3 separate regions of the Zea mays genome follow, and all the other regions are linked to region 2. The links are chromatin contacts, called in public Hi-C maps. All regions are on one chromosome and are shown on one strand. The core of a region is the stretch at or near the end of the contact, and the rest is flanking DNA. Distances in the headings are between cores, read along the strand shown. Region 1 holds the start of LOC100285504. Region 2 holds the start of LOC100193079. Region 3 holds the start of LOC541883 (RPD3 histone deacetylase homolog).

Region 1 (2,700 bases), core at 191-2,690, 210 kb before region 2:
TAATAAGGACTATAGAAAATTTATTTAAACCAATAACTGGAACGTTATAGTGCTCAGCAGAACATCTTAAAGTAAACCAAGCAGTATGGTGCTACAGGTATGGTTACCAACTTAATGTGAAATAAATCCATGATCTATATCTTTCTTCTTTCACAAGTAAAGTAGAAAAGGCCCTATGCTTATATTCATGTAAGGCCATGGCATTCTTTCTGGCTTCTGCCCTGAGGCACAGCCGCACAGGGCTAATTTCTTCTTTCCTCTGCCTGTTTTGGTATTTGGCTTTGGTGGCAGAACAATAACTTCAAATGGTACCCTTATTTAAGTTAACTATTACATTGTATTACAACTTGGTCAAGCTAATGTCCAGTGGTATTTTAACAGATTCCCATATTCTAGTATTTGGAAGCGATAGAAAGTTAGGATAGCATCATACAGCAGCACTTATAGAATTTCACTAGCAGCATCTAAATCACATCCCCAGCTAACATGTTTTCATGCTATCCAACGGTATTCTGCAACTGACATAAACACTACAGTTTGCGGTGTTCGTGTAAGAGAACAAGAGATGCATTTTTCTTTACATTTGCACTCTGGTGAAGCAAGTTAATTATACTACATAGTATTGCCTTCAACAGATGCCTAATAGAAATATCACAACGAACTATTTTGAAGGGATATGGTCTTCTGAACAATATATAATTGTTCCTATGGCCAACGAACAAGAGAAAATGACAGTGAATATGAGACTAGGAGCTAATTATTTTCCTTCCAGCCCACGAAATTGAGCGGTACCACCATTTCTTTCGTTCTAAATCGCATCGCACACGAAAAAAATAAAATCGGTGCTGAATGCGGAGAATTCGACCAACCTCATTGCCGAAGAGGAACGCAGTGCTCCGACGGAACGGGTGGGCGGTCACCGGCTGCGCGTCGTCGGTGATTTCCACGCCGCAAATGTCACATCCTCTCTCATCCTGCAACGACACGAAAAAACACATGTCGGGCAAAAACGAAGCAAAAGGATAGGGTTTAGGGGTTGGAGAGGCCAGGATCTGCTCGCCTGCTTGCCTTGAGGTAGGCGCGGGCGAGCGCGAGAGAGACGAAGTGACGGAAGCGAAGGTGCGAGGTGGCGCCATGGCTGCCAAAGGCGCTGACATCGCGGCGGCCGACGACGACCACCTCCGCGACGCCGAACGCCGTCGCGCTCCGCGCCAGCGTCCCCACGTTGTGCCGCTTCGCCACGTTATGGACCACCACCACGCTCTCAACCGCCGCCGCCATGGCCGCCGCGCCTGCTCGATTCGTCGCCGCCGCCGTCGGTGGCACCGGGGTTTACTCTAGAGTCCCCGTGCACTTTCTCACTGGCATGTAGACCATGGAACGAATCCAACGGTGCACCGTGCCCGCGAGGCAGCGGGACCCACCTGTCATCGTGCTCGTGCCCTCCGATCGCCACCGGAGCGGAGATCGACTCGGATACGAGAGTCCGATACTCCGATCTGATTTTAATACCTGTTTGCATGTAGCTATTGGAACACTGAATTAAAAATTGAAATCAGTTTTCTTAAAATCTGTTATTTAGTTACATATGAAATTAAGATTTAAAATCAGAGATCCAAGTTCTTACAATAAGATTATAACTAGAAACCACCTCTTCTAATATAGAGTGTAAGCCTTCTGTATTGGGTGAAATCAATTCAAAACTTCAATTCAGTGACATCCAAACAATAGAATCAGAATTATATTTTATTTCAATGCTATGGCTAATTTGGTATTAAACTCAATTCAATTTCATATCTTCTAATATTGACATCCAAATAGAGCATAATAGTTGTATGCCTTGGCTCGTTCGGTTTCCGTGAAACGATGAACTAAAACGATTTCTAGTCAGATTACTTGTGTAATTGATATAAGTTTTAATGAGCAGGAACGATTCCTAAGTCAATATCCTCAACAAACAAGCAGGGCCTTGTTTGGTTAGGATCAGTGCCTATTTGGCAACAATGTCTCAAAAAATATGGTTTTACAATATTGTACTTTATAGTTGTTATGATAATACTATAGTTTTGGTCAGCTCTAAAAATACCAGATGTTGAGAATATATTGTTTGGTACAACATTGCAAACTATATTATTAGGCAAAAGCTAATCATGTCATAAATACTTTGGATTGTAGTGGAGTTTCTAATACCACAAATAACATGATGTCTAAAATACAATGATTTTAAAAACATAGTTTTCATGAATACAAACAAAACACTTTATAACATAAAATACTATAGTATTATTAAAAACATGATATTGTCTAGAAACTATAGAAATACTTTACTCACAAACAGATCCCTAGAAGTCACTTACAATGTGTTTGATTGCTTGTGTGAGTGAGCCTAGCTCGTTCTGGTGAGCCTGGCTCTAACTAACCTAGCTGAGTGCATGTAGTCTAGTATGTTTGGTTCAAACACCATGCTTTTCACCCACTTCTGTTGCTTTCTCCTATCATGGACTCACTCTCGCGATTTCTAAAATGCGGTCTCACCCTTCACCCCACATTTGACACCCTCGAGTCCTCGACCAGATCCGCCCCATGGCTAGGTTCCCGACTCCATGGCGTCGTCATTGACTCAAGCTCCGCCGCCCCGAGGTTAGTTGTCGCCCGCCCGGTTCCACTCCATTACTCGACGTTACTCCATTGAAAATAATC
Region 2 (2,700 bases), core at 179-2,678:
AACCAGGTCCACAACCTCCTCTCCACTTCACGAAAGCAAGCATCATAGGTCAGCAGAGCTTGAAAACGCGCAAAGCAAGAATTGTGTGTGTGTGTGTGTAGCTACTTACATGTCATCTAGCTGGAATGCACCTACGTCGCCCTTGGTCTTACAGAAGACGAAGGTGTCAAGCTGAGGCTCCGGCACTGAACATGGTATTTGAAAACAGAATCAGATGGCTGCTAGTAGCCGATTACATGAACATCTCTGAAAGCACGCTTGCTGCATATCATTATTATATTAAATTATACTACTGTTTTCAGTAATAAGAAGCATGTAAATGATGTTGCATAAATAGGCCGCCCATAAAAGCATGACCTTTATGCAGATTTCATGCTGATTTGGTGTGGAACAGTCCAATCAGGAATGACAGCTCGCGTAATCAGATTTAGAAGCCCATGCAATGTATGTAATCACGAAACGACAGCTCGCGGCTGAATCAGCAAACAACAAGAATAGCATAGCTGTATAGCATCAAAACAAGGAACGCGGTAATTGGTAAAGATCAGGTACCCATGTCATCCTCAGTGCTCGACAGCGACTGCCTGGAAACCGAGTCATACCCGTACGGGAGCTTCGACAGCACCGACTGCTCCAGATGCTTCTCCATGATCTCCGCGCAACTTGGTACAGGCCAATCACAGTACATTCTTTGCCATCAGAACCGGGACAATCCACAAGGCAGCACAAACAACGGCGGCAAATACCCCAGCCACATAGCACACGTCAGAAGATTACCTCTTGGCAAACCGGCGCTCCTGCTGGGACAGCCGGCTGAGGAGGTCTTCGGAGCGGGAGATGTGCATCGTGTACTTCTCGATCTGCAGCCAGCAACGCAACAAGATCAGATTGGCGAGGCGATTGGGTTTGTTCACTGCAGGCACAGTACAGACATCGGGCTAGGAGGTTCCGAACCAACCTTCTGCAGGCGGAGGCGGAGGTAGGAGCGGAGGAGGAAGAGCGTGCGGTCGAGGTCCATCTGGTAGAGCGAGACCACCAGGTCGTCGACGCCACTGTCGGCGAAGTCGTCCAGCGTCTCCTCCTGGCGGCACCGCGGGAGCGAATCCGCATCAGAGCCGGAGAAGTAGCAAGAGGGAGGAGGAGGGCGGCGAGAAGGAGGACGTACGAGGAGCTGGGTCTGCTCGCGGACGCGAGAGACGAGGGGCGAGTCGAAGCGGAGGATCTCCGGCGCGGCCTTCTCGTTGCGCCACGCCCGCTTGAGCAGCTCGACGTCCGTGGTGGCCGCCTCGGCCGCGGACGCCGCCGCCGAGTCGTCAGCGTCCCAGGAAGACATCTCCGCGTCTATCCGTCTAGGTTGGGCCTCGGCTCTCCCTACTCAGCGTGGAAGAGCGGGAGCGGTGTCTGGCGGGAAGTTGGGGCACCTTCGCGGGCAAACCGCGGGAAACTGGCCGTCTTTCTTTTCTTTTGTGTGTGCAGGACGTCGGCCAAGTTGGGCTAGATTGGTATGCCATTGTGCTTTTATGGGCCTACTAGGCCGATCAGGCTCAGATTCGCGGAGAGTAAAGGAAACCTGGCTAGGCTAAACCGCTAAACCCGTTCACTCACACACATGCGGCCTGGGCTGGTTCAGCTCAACCCTATCGCTGTCTTTGTTGGGTATAGCTCATAAAACAACTTCTAGCGATTTTGGCCCAACTCGTTCCAGGACCCAATTAGCTAGTAAGGCTCAAATGTATTTTAGTTTTTAATAAAAACAAAATAAGTATAAAATAACGATGTTCTATGTGTACCAAAAAAATATTACTGCTATTGACTAATGGATAAAAATGATTTTTGCTTATGAACCTAACAAGAAATCTAAGTGATTAGAACTGTTGCATATATGATTTACTCTAATGCAAGTAAGAGATTGTTGAATATATGACCAAGAGACTTTTATGATTGATGAGAACACTAAGATAAAAGTATATTAGCATGAGATCTCTATATACGAAGTGGCTTTTATGATTCACGAGACATCTTAGTTATCGTCTCCTATGGTTGCGGGTGCCCAAGACGGTCATTTCTCCCGCTGCACGCGGTTCTAGCACATCAACGTCAGCGGATGGTTCTAGCGCATCGACGTCGTAGGGGTTTCATCCTCGATACCATGAAGATGTTGTTGCTGTTGTCGGATGGACGTGTTCCTGCTATTGGTACGCAAAAACGCAAGTAGAGTACGTATAACTACTTCTACCGTATCACACCTTTCTTCCGCTGTGCTGCTACCCTAGTGGTAACAATTCATGATCCATTACATCTAACCTACGTCCCTCCTATGTCCTATGCATAACTTTTCGGATCACCACCAACAGATCGTACCAGGTCCCCTCCAAGAAGAAGACACTCGTGTTTCCCCACTTCAATTCCTTGGTTAAGGCTGACGGGAATTGCACTTACCAGTTCGGAGACGCTGCCTTTAACCGATGATCCTCTTTTGCACTTACCAGTTTCATCTCTATGCGCAAGACTAGTGTTTCCTGCGACTACAAACAGCAGTACAGCAACAACAGGTATTTCCAATCGCCTTGGGTAATCAGAACCACTTCATCCGCCTAGCGGATGGAAAAGCCAGCAGGTCGTCGCTAAGTTCCCGCGTACACTCCAGGAGGTGTTTGTAGCCTGGTCTCGACCGTGTTCAGCATATCCAGAAACTCGTCC
Region 3 (2,700 bases), core at 199-2,698, 190 kb after region 2:
TTTAAAGTTTAGTTTACTAGCATCGAACTTAAAGCAACACATGCATCTAGAATACTATAAACAACTTCATGGTGTGCAACCGAAAGCGGTTTTTTAAAAAAAATGATGCATTGTTTGAACCAAATTGTTGGCACCGATCTGGGCGCCAGTCACTAGAGATGTACCGCCTGGCGGTGCCCTCTGCAGCAGCGCGGACGGTCCGCGGCCCTGAGTCGGACGGTCCGCGATTTCACTGTAGGAGCGGCTCCTTCCCTGCGTCGCTCCGGACGATCCGCGCTCTGTGCGGGACGGTCCACAATGGCGCAGTGTCGTCTTCCTCCTCGCGGGAATGTATATCTCGCCCCCTAGGGAGAGATCCTAGGTGCTTCGGGTCAGCAGGCCATCCGGGGCGTCCCCAGATGGTGTAATGTTGCCTAAGGATTAAAAAATCAGCTCGAGGAAGAGACCTAAAGACATTCACCCTCCTAGCAGATGACCAGGTTTGTTAGGGTGAGATCCAAGGGTCGTCTTGGGATCGGCAGGCCAACTAAGTCGGATCTAGTCGACGTAGAGTCGAATAGGGGTGCATGTAGATATATAGAAAGCTACAACTAAAAATATGTTACATCTACTCATATGGCAGAACTGATAAAGAAAGGTAGATAAAGCAGATTAGTTCGATTGAATATGTTCGGGTGTTCTTAATCGGTCGTACCCGTTTATATTTATGGGGGAGTAGGTCTGTAACTGTTCATAGGCGAGATCTAACGGATTCCATTGATAGATTAGGATAACCACGCATGAAGATAAATATTCTCGCCCGTTCTCATCTGGTCGCGAGGGTGCGGACCGTAGAGGCCGGCCATGCCAGGTGCCAAATATGGTGCTCAACACAAATGTTTCATAAAGTTATTTTCAGATCGAAATGGGCCGCCACAGCAACAACATCGGGAGAGCACTCAGAGCAGAGTCAAGCAAGAGTCATGGGCCCACAGGCGGCGGAGGCTTTCGTTTCGTTCCAGGCAATTCGAACGGAAAAGGAACACCAAGGGCACCGGTTCGCCGTGCAAGTCACCCATCCCTACCAAAACCACGACTCTCACAGCTCGACACAAGGGCGCGGGAGGGCGGCCTCTGGCGCCATACCTGGACGCGACGCCCGCGGCGTTGAGCTTGCGCCAGATGGAGCGCAGCCGCTCGGGGTTCTCCGGGTGTTCCTCCCCGTTGGGCGTCGCGTGCGCGCACATCCGCTCGTCGTACAGCAGCCCCACCAGCGGCGCGGTCACCGGGGGAGCCGGAGCCGGCTCCGCCATCGCGCGGTGGGGATCGGGGTGGCGAAGCACCGGCGGGGATCGGGGTCGGGGTCGGGGTCGGTGGACGCGAAAGGGGCGAGCGAGGCGAGTGGAAAGCTGGGGTTCAGGCGTATCGACGACTCGACGTCCGCTCCGACGACTCAGTTGGAGGGCTTGATGTCGGATGTGGGTCCGACCTGTGAGTGGTAGCGACGGGCTTTCATTTGAGTTGTGTTGGCTCGATCAGATGGTGTTCAACGGTTAGTCTAAGGTGGTGTTTGATTTTTAGGAACTAATGTTTAGAAAAATTTCATCTTTCGTATTTCATTTTCGTGCCACATCAGCAATCTATGTCCTTCTATAGCATCTATTTTTATAGTTATTTTCTCTATATTTTCCCTATACTCCACCTCAAATGTATAATATCAATTTTCTCTCTCGACAGAAGCAAGGGGAGAGAATATCGCTCTACCGTACGGGAGGTATAGCGGAATCCCTCAACCGTTGCATGAGTAGATAAACGCTAGCGTCACTAACTAAACATGTGTTTGGGTGTAATGACAGAATTGAATAAGATAGAATGATCTCTTAAATAAGATAGTTTGGTTCAAAATTAGGGGTTGAAATAAAACTATCCCAGTGTTATCTTTTAACATTGGAGGGACGAGAGAGAACGCCAGGGGACGTCCCTATCATATCTATCACAGCTCTTCCGTGACTAAATGCATCCTAAATCGAGAGGAGGGGAGGTCTCGCCATAGGCGTCGTACTTGCTCCCTCAAAAATGCCATCTCCCTCCATCCAAAAAGAATACTCTATTTGTCCCAAAATAAATTTTGTTTTAGGTAACTAATAAATTCATACAATATCTGATATATATATATATATATACATTCATCATCATCGATTTGAATATAGACATAAAAAGAGTTAAAACGAAAACTATTCGAGAACAAAAGAAGTATTGAGTAAAGTGTGATAGTGATCTCTAAACTTGTTTAGATGTGTCAAGTCAGTGCCTAAACTCTCGGAATAGTCAATTATGTTCCTAAACATTATTCTGGTGTCATTTTAGTCCAATCCGATGTGAACAGGACTTGGTAGCTAACGTGGCATTGCCACCGTGTCGTCCATGTGGCACGGCATCATCGGAGTAGAATGTGGCGAAGACGAGGAGGCGGCCATGTGGCAAGGTCGTGCAACGTCTTCCCACGTCAGCTAATTAGATCATGTTCACATCCGATTGGACTAAAATGGTATCGGAACAATGTTTAGGGGTCTAATCAACTACTCTGAGAGTTTAGATATCGGCTTGACACACGTGAACAAGTTTAGGGGGCCATCAGCGCACTTTACTCAAAATATTATTATAGTGAAAGCTTCTAACTAATGTCAACTTTAGCTAGCTAACAATTAGGTCATGTATCCA

What was found. Hi-C and Micro-C count contacts between places; a contact is called where the count stands out from the background.
Region 1: a contact with region 2 is called in a Hi-C map of root tip, with 3 times the contacts expected there. The contact joins the promoter of LOC100285504 here to the promoter of LOC100193079 in region 2. A contact is called at or near these places in 6 of 25 Hi-C or Micro-C datasets (bundle sheath, ear, endosperm and 3 more).
Region 3: a contact with region 2 is called in a Hi-C map of tassel, with 5 times the contacts expected there. The contact joins the promoter of LOC541883 here to the promoter of LOC100193079 in region 2. A contact is called at or near these places in 17 of 25 Hi-C or Micro-C datasets (bundle sheath, ear, endosperm and 6 more).

Annotation. Positions count from the first base shown.
Region 1 is chr2:216,862,975-216,865,674 of Zm-B73-REFERENCE-NAM-5.0, reverse strand. It overlaps LOC100285504, which reads right to left and starts at 1,440. Exons shown (of 4, transcript NM_001158396.2): 1 at 1,069-1,440; 2 at 870-974. The coding sequence starts at 1,281.
Region 2 is chr2:216,657,810-216,660,509 of Zm-B73-REFERENCE-NAM-5.0, reverse strand. It overlaps LOC100193079, which reads right to left and starts at 1,428. Exons shown (of 6, transcript NM_001309866.1): 1 at 1,166-1,428; 2 at 959-1,081; 3 at 778-860; 4 at 553-662; 5 at 110-185; 6 at 1-25. The coding sequence starts at 1,333. LOC100192874 (Agenet domain-containing protein) reads right to left here. Exons shown (of 7, transcript NM_001138062.1): 7 at 2,461-2,700. It also overlaps a transcript of LOC100216933 not described here.
Region 3 is chr2:216,470,350-216,473,049 of Zm-B73-REFERENCE-NAM-5.0, reverse strand. LOC541883 (RPD3 histone deacetylase homolog) reads right to left here and starts at 1,448. Exons shown (of 13, transcript NM_001111549.2): 1 at 1,126-1,448. The coding sequence starts at 1,292.